3 separate regions of the Ovis aries genome follow, and all the other regions are linked to region 1. The links are chromatin contacts, called in public Hi-C maps. All regions are on one chromosome and are shown on one strand. The core of a region is the stretch at or near the end of the contact, and the rest is flanking DNA. Distances in the headings are between cores, read along the strand shown. Region 1 overlaps PTPRB (protein tyrosine phosphatase receptor type B). Region 2 holds the start of KCNMB4 (potassium calcium-activated channel subfamily M regulatory beta subunit 4). Region 3 overlaps PTPRR (protein tyrosine phosphatase receptor type R).

The links. A called contact is a pair of places that touch in the nucleus more often than the background predicts.
Region 2: a contact with region 1 is called in a Hi-C map of liver, with 4 times the contacts expected there. The contact joins the promoter of KCNMB4 here to the enhancer-like site in region 1. A contact is called at or near these places in 2 of 16 Hi-C or Micro-C datasets (liver and mixed tissues).
Region 3: a Hi-C map of liver shows a contact between it and region 1, with 7 times the contacts expected there. The contact joins two enhancer-like sites. A contact is called at or near these places in 8 of 16 Hi-C or Micro-C datasets (blood, hypothalamus, liver and 2 more).

Annotation. Positions count from the first base shown.
Region 1 is chr3:149,256,732-149,261,899 of ARS-UI_Ramb_v3.0, reverse strand. PTPRB (protein tyrosine phosphatase receptor type B) reads right to left here. Exons shown (of 34, transcript XM_004006460.6): 11 at 2,066-2,329. Among named protein-coding and RNA genes, the nearest start is that of PTPRB, 64 kb to the right of the region's middle. Within about 2 kb of position 2,274, at least 1 of the 54 cell types and tissues checked has an H3K27ac peak or open chromatin away from gene starts, as enhancers often do. A contact at or near this core is called in liver, where this site is marked.
Region 2 is chr3:149,416,432-149,421,599 of ARS-UI_Ramb_v3.0, reverse strand. KCNMB4 (potassium calcium-activated channel subfamily M regulatory beta subunit 4) reads left to right here and starts at 2,208. Exons shown (of 4, transcript XM_042246913.2): 1 at 2,208-2,578. The coding sequence starts at 2,243.
Region 3 is chr3:149,106,985-149,112,152 of ARS-UI_Ramb_v3.0, reverse strand. All of the region lies in intron 5 of PTPRR (protein tyrosine phosphatase receptor type R), which reads right to left. Among named protein-coding and RNA genes, the nearest start is that of PTPRB, 86 kb to the left of the region's middle. Within about 2 kb of position 1,917, at least 5 of the 54 cell types and tissues checked have an H3K27ac peak or open chromatin away from gene starts, as enhancers often do. A contact at or near this core is called in liver, where this site is marked.

The DNA of each region.
Region 1 (5,168 bases), core at 1,025-3,524:
AGTCAATAAGGGGCTCTCCAGATGGAACTGAGGGTAATTTGTGAGAGATGCCTTGATGCACAGTGAGATGATGTGGTATAGAATTAGAAATACTGACATTATGACCAGAAATGTAGAATAAGAGCATTAGAAAAGGAAAACGGCATTGAGACAATCAGCCAAAATCAACAAGGCAACAACTCAGACACGATGCTCCAGTTAAACTGATTTGTCAGGGGCAATGGTCTGCCTTGATTAGTCATGCGCCAAATCCAAGTTCATGCTGGTAAAGAATCAAAAAGATGCTTTGAGTAAAGACTCACTTTCTTGCATTTAAAAACAGTCTGAGCACAAGACCTTGCAATATGGAAGTCATGGACAGGGAACAGTCATGAACTGACACCAAGGGAAAGAAAAGGCTGAGTGACTGGATGACATATCCTTTAATTTCTGGCAATTTTTAGGCTCCAAGTTAATTCAACATAGAACTCTGACATGAGGCTGCTTTGTAAATAGAAATCTGCTTTTCAGATCTAAGACAGTGTTGTGCTTATCAGCATAATTAAACTTTGAATCATTTGAGCGTAAGGACTATCTCTTTATATCCCTGACTAGAGCTTTCAGAGAGAACATGATGTAATGGAAACAGCCCTTGAGTATGGTTGAGCTTGGGTACTGGTCAGCCATGTGACCTTTAGGAAGCCACAGTTTCTTTCTGGGGCTTTATCTCAAATGAGAAGGAATTAGACTACTCTTTGCTAGCAGCTAGCATGCTGCAACAATGTGAATTGGTGGTTCTTAACTTTTCGAGGTTACAGAAATTGTAAGACTCTGATAAAAAGCCATCCACTCTCTTTCCAAAGAAATGCACATACTTCTCCTGTCCCCAACAACTTCACAGAAAATTTTGGGGGTACTACTTTCCAAAAGTCTACCTAATAAAGCACTGGGTAAAAACCTCCAGTCTAAGTGATTTCTGATTACTCATTCATCAAACATTCACTGAGTGCCTGCTACTAGGCTCGAGATTTTGTGCTGGGGCATTAAATGATATTAGTTGTCCCAGATCCTCATGGAAAACTGACATTTTAAAATGTAAATATCAGCCCATAGCTCAGCAGGAAAGATCTGACAAAACATTAACAGCACCTTAAGCAGTAATCACAGATGTAAGCCCCAGGAGGTATAAGTAAATTGGGAAAATGGTATCTGTCTAAATTTAGTTCTTTATAGCACATTGAAGACCAGGCCTTCAATGCCTTTGCTAAGATTTTGCTTCTAGCCTCAGAACTATAAAGTTTCAAATTTTCACCTTATCTGAAAAAGGATTAACCAACAGACATTTCAGGAAGAATTTCAGGACAGAGAACATTATAGGCTCTTGGGTCATTCAGAACTGAGTTTAAAATCCAGGATGTGAAATGCCCTGGCTGTTTAACAAGTTAAATAACTGGGCAAGTTACCTTGGACTTTGGTTCAACACTTATCACAGCCTGTAAGATGGGAATAATAACAACTACCTCAATAAGGACTTTATAAGGATTAAATTAGTGAACATACATAAAGCCAGGGTCTAGGAACCAAAAAGCACTCCCTAAACAGAAATACTTGCTACTATATCTAAATATACTATGAACTCTAGCCACAGAATTTGTGTTCATCTTATTCTGAAGGTATCATGTGCTCACATAAAGAACTTGTTGGATCAGAATATGAGGACTCTATAACACTGTTGTGATCTCAGCAGTCTTTAATCCCGTCCTTACAGAATTGCTGCAGATCTGTATGTCCTGAGGAGCTTCCCAGGTGGCACTAGTGGCAAAGAACCCGCCTGCCAGTGCAGGAGACATAAGAGATGTGGGTTCAATCCCTGGGTCGGAAGATCCCCTGGAAGAGGGCATGGCAACCCACTCCAGTATTCTTGTCTGGAGAATCCCATGGACAGAGGAGCCTGGTGGGCTACAGTCAATGGACTCACAAAGAGCTGCACATGACTGGAGCGACCTGGCACACACACATGCATGCCTGATGCCCTGAACCACTTAGGCAGCTGGTTCTTAGAGAGTCTATCTCACGAAAGCCTCACCTGTCCGTTCTTGGCTGAAGGAATGACTTTCATATTTGCCGCTCCTCGTAGTTATGGTCACGTTGTAGAGGCGGCCTGGGGTGAGGGAGCTGAAGGAACATTCACCGACAGACTTGGCAGTCACGAGGGACTGGACCACCCTGCCGCCGTGGGAGAGCGTCACCACATAGCTATCCACGTCTCCGGGAGCCGGCAGCCAGGATATGCTGAGGTAGTCACTGCGGCCAGAGTTGTTTACCGTTACTCCACTCACACTGGAAGGGACTGGGGTTTTAAAGAGGGGGAGAATATTTAAAAAGAAAAGCACAGTCAAATTGTGAATCATTTACTGCGGTCAGCACAAACGGCGTGGACTCAGATCTGATTACCTAGGAAGTGTCAAGGAAGTGTAAGGATTGCACGTTAGCTTTGGGAAGCTGAGAGTTCTTACCTCAGAAGGCTAACCCAAACGAAAATGCAAGAAGTCTTTTGGATGCCTCATCAATATAAGGATGCTGCTATTGAATTTTCATGGTGTGACTGTTTGCAGAGTATTTTAAGTGGAGGCATTTTTATGTGAGTGTGTCAGGACGTTCCCTTTGTAGGACAGGGAACAAACATTAACATCTTAAATGCAAGAGCTTGAATCCAAACCCATTGATAAAGAAAAGAAGTTTGAGGGGAAAGGTACTCAAGATACAATGGCTTTTCTAAAAGTCTTACTTAGACACTGGATAGCTTTGATCTTCTTGTGATTAAGTTATTTATTTCTGGGGTGTCTAATCATGAACACAGGTGAAGGGGTTATATTTCCCTTTGCAAAGCATTTCCTGCCCTCTAGTGGTGAGAAATAAACTTTAACATCTATTCCGTAAGCAACTAGTCTTGTGGGCACAAAGACCTGTCGTGGAGATAATGACTTTTTTGGTGTCCACCGTAATCGTACAAAAATAGAAAAGATGCGGATGCCTTCCAGGAGTTCCCCAGCTACTGGTACAGTCTGAACATTAATCATTTTGATGCTGAATAATAGTTATTCCCTGTATTAGAAGTAAGCGCACAAGAAATAGTACTGTCAGTAGTGAGTTTCAGAATAAAACATTATAGTATATATGAGCTCCCCTGCAGTTTTCCTTATTGGTTGACTGACTTCAGGTAAATATTTTCATATAATTTCATAAAATCCGTACATCACATGTAATTGATGGGATTTGGCTAGATGACCTCTGAGAATCCTTCTTATCTAATATGCTCTGACTTTGTGATTTAAGCCCCAAAGTCTTTTTTACATCTATAAGCACTTACCTATCACCAAAGATATAAACAGCACTCTATTGAATAATTCTGCTGACGCTGTTCCATGTATATGGACATTTCCTAGATATAACCTTGAACTTTTAGCCATATTTTTTGTGTATTGATGACTTCCCTCCTTCCCGTCCTTCTTTTCTTTAGTTTCTGTCCTTCCTACTATCTGTACATCACATCCCTTGGTAGCTCTCAAAATAACTATCCTTGTTTTCCAAAACTGCTGGAAATATTTGCAACTACTAACATTTTATTAGAAAAGATATAATTATCAAAAATATTACCAAAAATTCATGGTTTAAAAAGACAAATACAAAATTAAAAGACAGATATAAAACTTATTTTTCTTTAGAATTAGCATTTTTTCAGGTTATAACTAGATTTGTTAAATACATTTGATATTTTAAATTTTAAATATTTTGCCACCTTATCTAAGCTGGGAGGTTATATATATATTTAAAATCTGTAGAAGTAAAATGAATTATTTCAACCTTGACTAATACTTCAGCAGTTTGAATAGATGGTAATGATTATCAAGGCTTTAGCCACCGAATTATTTTTATAATCTACCATGTTCAAAATATACTAACCAAAGCACCTTTCAAAATTCTCATTATTGTGTTTCTATAGTAATATCCCATTTTCTCCTTTTTCATTATAATGTCTTCGCTCAATGTGTTTGAATAAAATAACTGATGCTTATATTTATGCATATCTTGTCCTCTCCTCAAAACTTTACAATCATTTTTCAAATAATTTCTTGTCTACTTTCTGCATACTTCTATTATATAATGTTGGCCAAATACTGATACCTCTGTTGCCATTAAAATATAGTATAAAATAATTACAAGTCCTATTTATCAAGTGATCTCAGACACCAAACTATTTTATTATAGCACAATAAGCTGGGTAGCCCTTGGGGTATTTTAAGATGGGAATTAACCTATGTAGCGGAGTCTGACTACTTGCTCACCAAACCATTTCCTTTTCCTCTTGGACACATAGCTAGACTAGATTGCCCAGCCACTCCTCCAGTGCAGTGTAGTCATACAAATGTTCCCGTTAAAGGAATGTGGGTGGAAGTGATGTGTTTACTTCCAGCTTTGGTAGTCTTTCTCCTCCCTATAACCTCTATCCTCTGGAGAAATGAAGAGACGTCCGAGGATCTACAGGAAGGAAGAACCACAGATGGTAGGACCCTGGGTCCCTAAATTACTGCTTGGAGAAGAACCAACCAAAAGAGTTGTCCAATCAGGAACACCTACATTGTACAGTTGTATAAGCAGGAAATAAGTCAGCGTAACCTGACTAGTGCAACTGCAACTCAATGGGAAATGGATGCAAGTTCCTTCTCAACTCTTCTCCTCAACTTATTTCTCCTTCCCCACTCTGATACCTGGTGTTGGCATGAATTACTGGGGATGGAAGAGAAAATGAAGGATGGAGGGCTAGGGCCAGAATCTAGGCCTCTTGGTCCCAAACTAAGCTTCTGGGTCCCCCAATCCAATTATGCTACACTGATGGATAGTGCCAAGAATCACTAAAGAAGAAGAAGGAAGATACTGGGAAGAACAGCATCAGTTGCCACAGAACGACAGAAAAGAGCAGACATCAGTGAATTTCTACCTAGACAAGAAATATCTTTTCAGTGACTTAGTTGATCTTTTGGGAGAGTTAGTGAAGTTAATGGTTCTTGGATTCAATAAGCAGATGAGATTCATGATTTTAGAAAAGGACATAACTGTGGATATAGGCTGCTGATACGCAGAATCTGAGCATTGGAAATTAGAGGGATGAGCCTGACATCCAACTTCTT
Region 2 (5,168 bases), core at 959-3,458, 160 kb before region 1:
CCTTCATGAAAAGGAAAATAATTATAACCTACTGTAGGAAAGAGATTCACACTGAAAATCTGTAATCTTAGGTTAATATGCTTCAACTAATAAACTCACTTTTTCTTTTAGGTAGTGTGTGTAATCACTAACAATTGTCTTTATGCCAACAGAAAGGGAAGAAAATAATAAAATAGTCTCGCAAAACTTGAAAGGTATTAAAGGACAAAGAGTCTTCCTGACTTGGAAAATTTCCAAACCCTGCATCTTCTTAATTTATTCAGAAAAACACTTGGGGTCTTCCTGTAATTAAATTTGCTTTTACCCCTTGCTTGGAAATACCACGTAAAGGAGTGCTTCAAAGTAACAGATCAGGACCTCAGTAGAAAAGTACTATACCAGTAAACTAACATTTGAAATCCAAGAAAGAGAAGTCAAGAATTTGGTGTTTCCATATTCATCAGGAACAGAATATGAATATATGACTGAATTTAATTAAGAATATATTCATTTGGGACTTGCAAGTCAAGAAAAAGACATGTTTATATATTTTGCCAAGTGAATACTCTGATGCTTCAAAATGTAGGTCGAAATAGTTCTCCAAGTTTGATATTTTGATAGCAGTGTGATTTTAAAAAGATAATCTTCTTTTTAAAAGTCAAGAAAAGAGCAGAGACTGAGGTATGCACAGGCGAGGTGGGGAGGTGGCATGGAGGGAGCAGCAGAAAGAATTAGGAGAGCAGGGCGCAGCTCTAGAAACGGTACCTGTCCCAGAGTGGGTCGGCAGCCGCTGTCGCTTCGTACAGCGCTCCTGGAAAGCTCATCTACAAATTTCGAGATGGGCCAACGGTGGCAAGACTCCTGAGGATGGAGCCAGGACAGAGAGGATTCTGCTCTCGGTTTGGAGCGAGAAGACGGCCCTTATGGGGAACATGGTGTCTCCTTCCAGGGCTGTAAGCCTCTGCACTCGCTCCCTTGGGTCCCTACTCAGTCAGCCCCAGCCTTGGGCACATAGAGTTGGGGTCGGCCCGGCTGCCCGAAGACCTGCATTGCAGCGTGGTCCACCCAGGACCCAGGAAGCGAGTTTCCTGGGTCGGGGAGGGAGGATCGCAGGCTCCTGCCCCCACGCGCGTTGCCTCCACCGCAAACTCCGTCTGACTCAGCCTGTTTCACTTCTGACCTGCTGCCCTCCAGGACCGGCTGGGGTCGGCGAGGTGGGCGGTGTCGCGGGTGGGGGTGATCGTGGGATGCTCCTGGGCAGTTGGGAGCGCCGGGACCCCGAGGCCGGACGGTTACCGCGCTCGCCCGAGGGAAGGGGGGCGGCGGCAGGTCACGCCTCCAGCGCTGCGGCGCACGCGCCCGCCCCAAGCATGCGAACCGGCGGCCCGGGTCTCTCTGGGGCACACGCACGGGCGCACACCGCTCGGTCCGGGGGCTTCCATCCCTGTCCGCCTGGTGCCGGCGAACAGTCTCCCCGAGAGCGCACGCCTCCCGGCCGCTGGCTCGCCGCTGGCTGACCAGTCCCCCTTTGGAGTTCAAAATTCCCGCCGCTCCACTTGCACGACACCGTCTCCCTCGTTTGTTTTTTGTTTTGTTTTTTAAACTTTCACTTCATTAAGTTATATTGATCCTAACCTCTTATCGCTGATGTCCCTCCCAGGGGAATGTAACGAGAATCCCGGGCGCCAGCGCTGCGATCCCCAGCGCCTGCCCGCCCCTCGCCCACGGGAAACGCCCCGGGGCGGGGCGGGAGGACCCGGGTCGGCGGCGGGTGGGGCCCGGCGGAGCTGCCTCCCGCGCAGGGGAGCCCCGGGGCTCGCCTCAGCCCTGCAGCTTCTGCCCTCCGGGCACCTGCCAGGCGAGTCCGCGGAGCGGCGGCCGGCGGGCGATGGAGACTGGGAGCCACCGGGCGAGAGGAGGCGGGGTGGGGGAGGCGGGGAAAGCGCGGGGGCGGAGGCTGGCAGGGGGCGCCGGAGGCAGGAGCCGCCCGTGCACTCCTCGCGCCCGAGGGTGCAGGAGGCTCTGAAACCTCGGCCGCGCTGCGAGCCTCTAGGGCTCGGGCGGCGGCGGGGAGGTGGAAGGGGGGCGCTGCCGCCGCCGGGGGGCGTCGCCGGCCTCGGCCCCTTTGTTCTCGCGCGCTCCCCCTGGCCGCCCACTCCCCTGCTGTCGTGCGGCGGCGGCTCCTCCCGCCGAGGCAGTCGGGCTCGGCGCCGGGGGCGGGAGGGGGCGGGGGGAGCGCGCCCGCCGCCTGGAGTGGGGGGCGATGGCGAAGCTCCGGGTGGCTTACGAGTACACGGAAGCCGAGGACAAGAGCATCCGGCTCGGCTTGTTTCTCATCATCTCCGGCGTCGTGTCGCTCTTTATCTTCGGCTTCTGCTGGCTCAGTCCCGCGCTGCAGGATCTGCAAGCCACGGCAGCCAACTGCACGGTGCTGTCGGTGCAGCAGATCGGAGAGGTGTTCGAGTGCACCTTCACCTGTGGCGCCGACTGCAGGGGCACCTCGCAGTACCCCTGCGTCCAGGTCTACGTGAACAACTCCGAGTCCAACTCCAGGGCGCTGCTGCACAGCGACGAGCACCAGCTCCTGACCAACCCCAAGGTAAGGACGCCCCAGGAGGATTGCCTCGCTCCTACGGAGATGCTGGGGTTTGGGGGAGGATCAGTGTTAAACCCTGCGCGGGGTGGCCCGGAGTATGCAGACGTTACCAGGAGGCGACAAGGCGTCGCGGACTATGCTTAAACCGGGTGTAAGTACACAGCGGAGCCCGGGGCCCCCCGGTCCTTCAGGAGGGTTTGTGTGCAGCGACCTGTGATACCCGGAGGCTTTCTTTACACACCTGTCTTGCCTGGTCTCAGATTCTGAGGCCTTGGCCCAGCTTCGGTTCGGGCCCTACCGGACGGGCTTTGCAGAGATGCGAGGAGCCGAAAGTTAACTTTTCCTCAGATTAAATCCAGTGCGTAGCGGGGATACCACCAACTCCGGCGCATGGTCAAGGTCCGAGCTCCCATTGGCCGCGTCCAGAACTCGCATTTGGAGGTTGCAGGGGGTTCTTTAGCCCTTTGAGAGGTGTTAGAGGTTTCCTTACCTTTTCACTCTAGACAGATGTTTTTAACTTGGGGTACAAAGATGAACTTTCGTGGGTGGACAAACGACGTGGAATCAAATGCGAAATTCTGTGGAGATCCATCTTGGGCGGGTACTGTGGACTCCTAATTGTCACGAAATAGATTCTCAGAAGCGTCTAGAGGAAGCCTAGGTTCTCCGTGTGTCTAAGAACAATTGGGAGCCATCTGGGGAACGGTAAAACTTTCTGAAAATAGAAAAGCCTCCGTGAAATGTACCGAATATGCCTGCCTTGGCAACTTTTTCCGTTCTCGCAAGCAAAAAAGAAAAAAAAAACCTGGTTAGGACTCGAGGGATGGAAAGCAGAGAAAGGGAGACTCAGAAGACCGTTCCCAGTGGAGAAAAAACTTATAAAAAGCAGTGTCCTCAGTCTGTGAACTAGTTGAGCTTTGTAGTACACCTGCTTTTGCAAGAAGGCTTTTCTTTCTTTTGTTTTTTTCTTCTCTTGGCCTTTTTTCACTCTTCTGATTACTTAACTATCAAAGAAAAGGTATGTATCTTCTTTAAAGTTACTGACATCTTCCCAGTTTGTTAGAGCAGTGCTTGAAGATCAAGAAAACTGTCCAAAAGGGAATGAGTCTTGTGTACACAGGAAAACTTTCCTTGCATGTGACAGGATATAATTAGAACAATCCGAAAGAAGAATCCTATATCAATATTTTTAAAGTATTTAAAAATAAGCTTATCATTTCTCTGCAGCAAAACTCCCGTTCTTGTCTCCTAAATAGTTAATTCTTGAATTTGGGACATTTTTAAAAGAGAATTCCTTTAAAAAAAAAAAAGAAAAGAAAGAATGACTTCTCTTAAAAAAAAAGTGCTCTTGCTGACAAAGGAAGAGTATCTTAAAAATGAAGATAATAAATGAGTAGTAAGTATAGAAATACAGAATTTAGAGTATAAACTTCAAAGTCTCAAAGAAGCAATCAGATCTCAAAGACAGATGTTTTAAGTTAGGCAGCTCAGTGCTCAGTAATTTCAAAACAAATTGCAAGGCTTTAGGAATGTCACTTTTTTTTTTTTTCAAGATTAAGCCATTAATATAAAAGAAAGGTGTAGAGCAGTAGTAGTGATTTAGAAATTATATGGTAGTTTAACATTTAGAAGGTATTATATTTGGTGAAACATTGCGATTAGTTTAAGATTGTGGCTCAGGCACTAATAAATTATATACACATATTCCACTAAGTAGCTAATACCTAATCAAGACTTCAAGAAGATAGAATTTACTATACAAAGAATGCTTCACAGTTTCCAGGTAATTTTGTAGAATTTGACTGAAAAAGTAAATTTGAATCATTAGGACATAGATTATTAGGACATAGGTTGCCCACTCCAGTGTTCTTGCTTGGAGAATCCCAGGGACGGGGGAGCCTGGTGGGCTGCCGTCTATGGGGTCGCACAGAGTCGGACACGACTGAAGTGACTTAGCAGTAGCAGTAGCAGTAGCAGTAGCAGCAGCAGGACATAGATTTCTAAATCACTTGGAAAGAGTGGTAATGGCTTATATGAAATCCTAAGATTTGATCTCTTTTTGTTGCAAATAAGCAGTTTCCTTCCTGTGCCAGTTTGGATCCTGGCAATGATTACTTTGAAGAAATATCTGAACAAAATAAGATTTTTTTTAAAGTAAAGCATTAAAGAAATGACAGAACTGGAGAAAGATACATTAATGTTACAGAAAATGATCCCATTCGATTTAGTCAAGTTTTCCTCAGCCAAAGCAGTATATGTCTCTTTATCCAAATTATGATTGCATTGGACCATTTATAGAACATTAGACATGTTCTTTTGGAGTCACCTTTCCACTTTTGAGCAATGAGATGCTCAGTTTGGAAATTCTGGTAAGCAATTAGTGATGGAAAAATTCAGTGTAACCAAAATATTGTGCCAGAGCCCATCACATGAGCAGAATGTTTCCACCGTGCCCTTGCAGTTAAGCAGTACCCACCACCAAGGGCTGTTGCATCTTGGCTACCCAGGACTTACCTCTTTATTGAAGGTCTGGGTTCCGCATCCATTCTCTTTGCAGAATGTCTAGATTCCCTACAATGTATTAGATCCTGAT
Region 3 (5,168 bases), core at 668-3,167, 150 kb after region 1:
GGAAGGGAAATAAGAATTAAGTACTGGGAGATTTTTAAGACTGGCTAGAAACAAATTGTTTTTTGTACTTATCATAATGTTTTTCACTGATTTTAAAGGGGAAAAAAGTAATATTTGCTTTTGCTGGTATTCTAAACAATTATAGAATGTAATAATGGCAATATAAAATTTATAACCTAATAATATAAAGCTTGATTTACTTGTAATCATGTTTCTTGATTTCTGATATGAATAGGGATCCATGCTAAGAAATGAAAAATAAAATCTTCTTTTTAAAAATGCCACATAGCTATAAGTACTTGAAATGTCCCACAAATTATCTGACTCAGAAGAGAATGAGTTCTAGAAAATTTATTATTTTGACTCGAATTTATATTATTTGTAGTATTTTGGATTCTTGTCTGTTGAACATTTGGAACTATAAAGTACTATAAGCCTTAACACTGCTAAGAAAGAGTTATATTAAAAAGACAAATGGTCCACTGCTTTATATACAAACATACACCCTTTTTGTATCTTACCATTTGGGGTTGAATATTTGGTAGAATATTTTGAAAAGTTGGATGGCACATTAATTCTTTGTACTTCATGAAAAGAAAATTTATTCACTCTAAAAATAGTCTTCAGCAATTTAAATATTTGAGTTTGAATTTCAATATGATGCTGCTGCTGCTGTGAAATATTTATGAAATGTAAGAAATGCAATTATAATGGGGAAATAAAAGAATATATAATTTTGTAGATTAAAACATTTATAAGCAGTTTGCATTTGTTTGATATATTGTTTAAAAATATGAAGTCCTTTGAACTTTTTTTTAACTGTAATTTGTCTGAATTATCAATGTATACATTTTCCACCGATAATTCTCCATGTCAAATGAGGACAGAAAACCAGTCATGAGATAAAAATGAGGCACTTAAGACAATCTGTTCCTGGAGTTCAGGTCCACACCTAACAAATTCCAAAAGTTCTTCAGACCTCAGCAAGTCAAAATACACTACGGAAATCATTTGTGACAAGAACTCTTGGGCTAAGCTTTAAGTAATCAGTATCTGGTTAGGACAGGAATCACCCAGTATCCTGTGGAGGAAAACAGCTGACATGAAGGCCATTTCAGCTTTCCCTCTTATAATCATGCTTTCTAATGTACTGCCAATTCACTCCTGGACTGCCCTCGATAAGGCCTGTTGCATTACAGGAATCCAGGGTTCACAGATGCAAACTTCTCAAGGCTCCCCACCCCCATCTTTTCCTGCAGATCATTTCTACAGTGAAATTGTGTTTTATCACAGAAATCCCTTCTAAATGAAAATCCTAATGAATCATGAAAATCTCCCAGATTTAATCACATTACTGTTTTGTTGGATGGGTCGTGTGAGAGAGCAACAGATCCTCTTTTTCAAAATTGAAAATTCAAAGGCACAGGCATCCACCTTCTATTGCTTCCACACAACATACATCTTTATCGCTGCTAATGAAGAAGAAATAAAATCCCTTCCAGTTAATTCCAAGCCAGAATCTTTTAAAGGTCATGGACACTGTAGCTGGGCAACCCAATCCAGTGCATCTGCGGTCTGAACAAATTCAGGGACTGCCTTCTACAGTAGGTGATAAGGTACCTCTGGGAAGGAAGACTGCTGAGACACCATAAGCTTTAGGATCCGATGATCCTAAAGAGAGGATCTGGTCCTTTCCTTGTTTATTTGATTTGGCTTTAAATCTTAAGATGGCAACATATATTGCAAATAAACTATACTTTAATAAAATAAAATAAAAGCATAAAAATGCTAGATATTCCTCAAGCAGGATTTTTGAAGACAGAGAAATGATCTGCTTAAATGTCCTTTGAACAAAAGCAAGAGCAGGTCAACCTGCTATTGACCCAGAATGTTCTTCTGTCTGTTGGTGGCACACAGGTGCCACCTAGGGGTGGAAAGAGGCACTACCGGCTCTTCTCCAAGTGGGATGCATTTATGAAGGCTGGGCGGAATAAACAATTCAGATGTTTATATTTCTCCTCTAACAAAACTGAATACAGTCCAACCATGAATACAGAAAAGACAAAAACAGAAGAATTATGGGATACCTGGAGCATCAGGGGAGGTAGGTGATAAAAAAGAGCGTGAGCTTTGGTGGTGGTGCACAGACCTGGGCTCAGTCCCATTTCTGCAGCTTATGGGATCTACGACATGTATTATGTGTCTGCATCTCAGGACTTCCCAAGTGTCATGTGTGGTAAAGAAACTGCATGCCAATTCAGGAGATGCAAGAGACACAGGTTTGATCCCTAGTTCAGGAAGATCCTCTGGAGGAGGGCAAGGCAACGCACTCCAGTATTCTTGTCTGGAGAATCCCATGGACAAAGGAGCCTGGAGGGCTACAGCACATAGGGTCACAAAGAGTGGAACATGACTGAAGTGACTTAGCATGCACATCCACATGTTTCAGTTAAAACTGAGACCATAAAACCCACCTCTCTAAGACAGTCATGAGAAGGAAATGACTACATGGTTGAGAGGCATCTTGTACATACATAGTACGTAGTAGATGCTCAACAAATCTGAGGTATGACAGAGCCATATCCAGGCTTTTCTAGCTTCTGGGACATTTCAAAAATTGACTTCCCTTTCACTTTTCACTTTCATGCATTGGAGAAGGAAATGGCAACCCACTCCAGTGTTCTTGCCTGGAGAATCCCAGGGACGGGAGAGCCTGGTGGGCTGCCATCTATAGGGTCGCACAGAGTCGGACACGACTGAAGTGACTTAGCAGCAGTAGCAGCAGCAACATTAGACCATGAAATGTTATCCTATATATAAAGGCACCCAATAAGTGATCTTACTTCCCCCACCCCCTTACCTTTGCCACAACAATTTTTCTATCTTGGTTCAGATGAAAGCTCAGGTAGCATTCTTCACTAGATAGGGTTTGCCTATACAGAGAGCCACTCCACAATAGGACTTCTATTCTAAGCAAGCCAAGAGAGGTTTCATTACTTAAAACGCATGTGTTATGTAAACAGGATCATCCAGAAAAGCACACTTGCCATAAGCTCCCCAAAGGAATGCATTTGCAGATATTTACCCATCGCTATCTCTGTTGTTTGGATGCCTTACAAAAGCTCTTACTACACCACACACTACGCCAAATGCCCTAAAGCTCCCAGTTTAGTAGGTTAGAAATGACGCTAAAGAGCCAAGGGAACAGTTTCAGTTATGGTCAAAGTCGGCTGGCATTGTACATGGTGATACTGCTGCCCAGGAATAGACACTCCTCTATCCTGATCTAGCATCTGAGGAGGGGCACCTGACGCTATTGTGGGCAGCCAGTCCCCACCCTTGGGCATACTCCTTTCCACTGCTGATGGAAATGCAGATGGAAAGAAGACCAGGTACACAGCAGATTGCTCCTGTTCAACTAGACTGTCACGCAAATCAAAAGGGAACTAATATGAGGGGGAGGGGAGAGAATTGCAAATGCTTTTCAAATGCATTTTAGGTTTGCCACAGTATTCTATTAGGGGTCTCTACCAGCTAGGGCTTTCCTGGTGGCTCAATGGTTAAAAAAAAAAAAAAAAGAAATCCACCTGCCAATGCAGGAGACCTGGGTTTGATCCCCTGGAGAAGGAAATGGCAACCCACTCAAGTATTTTTGCCTGGAAAATCCCAAGGACAGAGGAGCCTGGCAGGCTACAGTCTATGGGGTCACAAAGAGTTGACATGACTTACCAACTAATAAACAACAAAACCCAGCTTTATTACAGGACCTTGGCAAGTGCTTAAAAATACTTTATTTATTTCTTGAGTTTTCCTTCTACTCGGTTATTGGTAAAAAACCAGGATTATGGCTCTGCAAAATGGTTAGGATTCAAAACACTGCAAAATATTTCCAGCCCTTCGACTTTATTTCATAGACCTACCCTCTCGAAGGAAGATATTTTAGTGAAAAAGTAAAACAAGTGGATCAAAACTCCTCCTGCTAATGCATCAGGAAAGTAATCTTTGGGAGGAGAGCTGGAAGACATTGAAGTGGCAGGGTTAGGAAGGGGAGTGAACTCGCAACGGGCAGGCTTACCAATTCTGTGGTGACTCAATTGCCTGAATCAACCCCAATTTTAAAAGAATCCAATTTTTGGTATGGAAGTATTAGGAAAGAACAAACTAGCAGAATTTGTTCTCAAAGGAGACGTGGATGTATTTCTACCTTTTGGGAAACTTGTCCTGGTTATGGACCTACCACGGACACTTCCTCTCCCACCCACTTCTTTCCTGCCTTCTTACCACCACAAGCCAGGGTACTTTTAGGTCTTGTGCCTAGGACTTGCAAATGCCTCGGGTGGATAAGAATGCTTTTCCTGTGTAAGAACACAAGACATTTTAGGAACAGGAAATGCCTATCCGGTCCAACATACCTGCCCTTTTTAGGTTTATCTTAATCTCACCTTCCTGCATTTTACCTTCTTTCATTTTCCTGCACAGGAACAAAAAAAAAAAAAAAAAAGGATTTCTTGTACATTTCTCATGGGAAATCTTTACTATCACTAGACATGACAACATCTGACATCCATTTTAGTATCACCATCTTTAATGATTTCTAGAAAATAGTCTGCAAAGCAAGTAGACAGTTGACAATTTTTCTTTTTATAGAATCATAAACTGTGAGTTTGAAAGAAGAAGTTGCAAAGAAGACAGGCTTTGAGTGATGGGAAGGTCATTGGGCTTGATTTTACACCTAGCTTCTAATTGTGAGTTCTGTTATTTGTCATGTTCTGGGTACCAACATTTGCTTTCAGTGTACTTAGTGATAAGGGGTATGTTTATTTGCAACAGGACTTACTATGGAGAAAAGATGCAGGTGGTTGATCACCAACAGCGGAGACCTGCTAAAAAGCTTACCATTCTCTGAGTCCTTCCTTGTTCCCTGTTCCACATTTCATCTCTGGAATTTACAATAGGGTGAGGTAAGCAGCTGACCATCACAAAAAAGGTGAAATATTTATTCAGCAGATGTTCCATTACTTGAGAAAATTCACATTTTCAATGAAAAAGCCAAAAGATGGGCCATCTATGCAAGTCCTTACAAGGGATTCTTGGCAGCATTTCTCTTTAGAGTGTGCAAGTTTTATGCATTGGATTTTTACTTTTTAACCATGCAGGTCAACAAACAA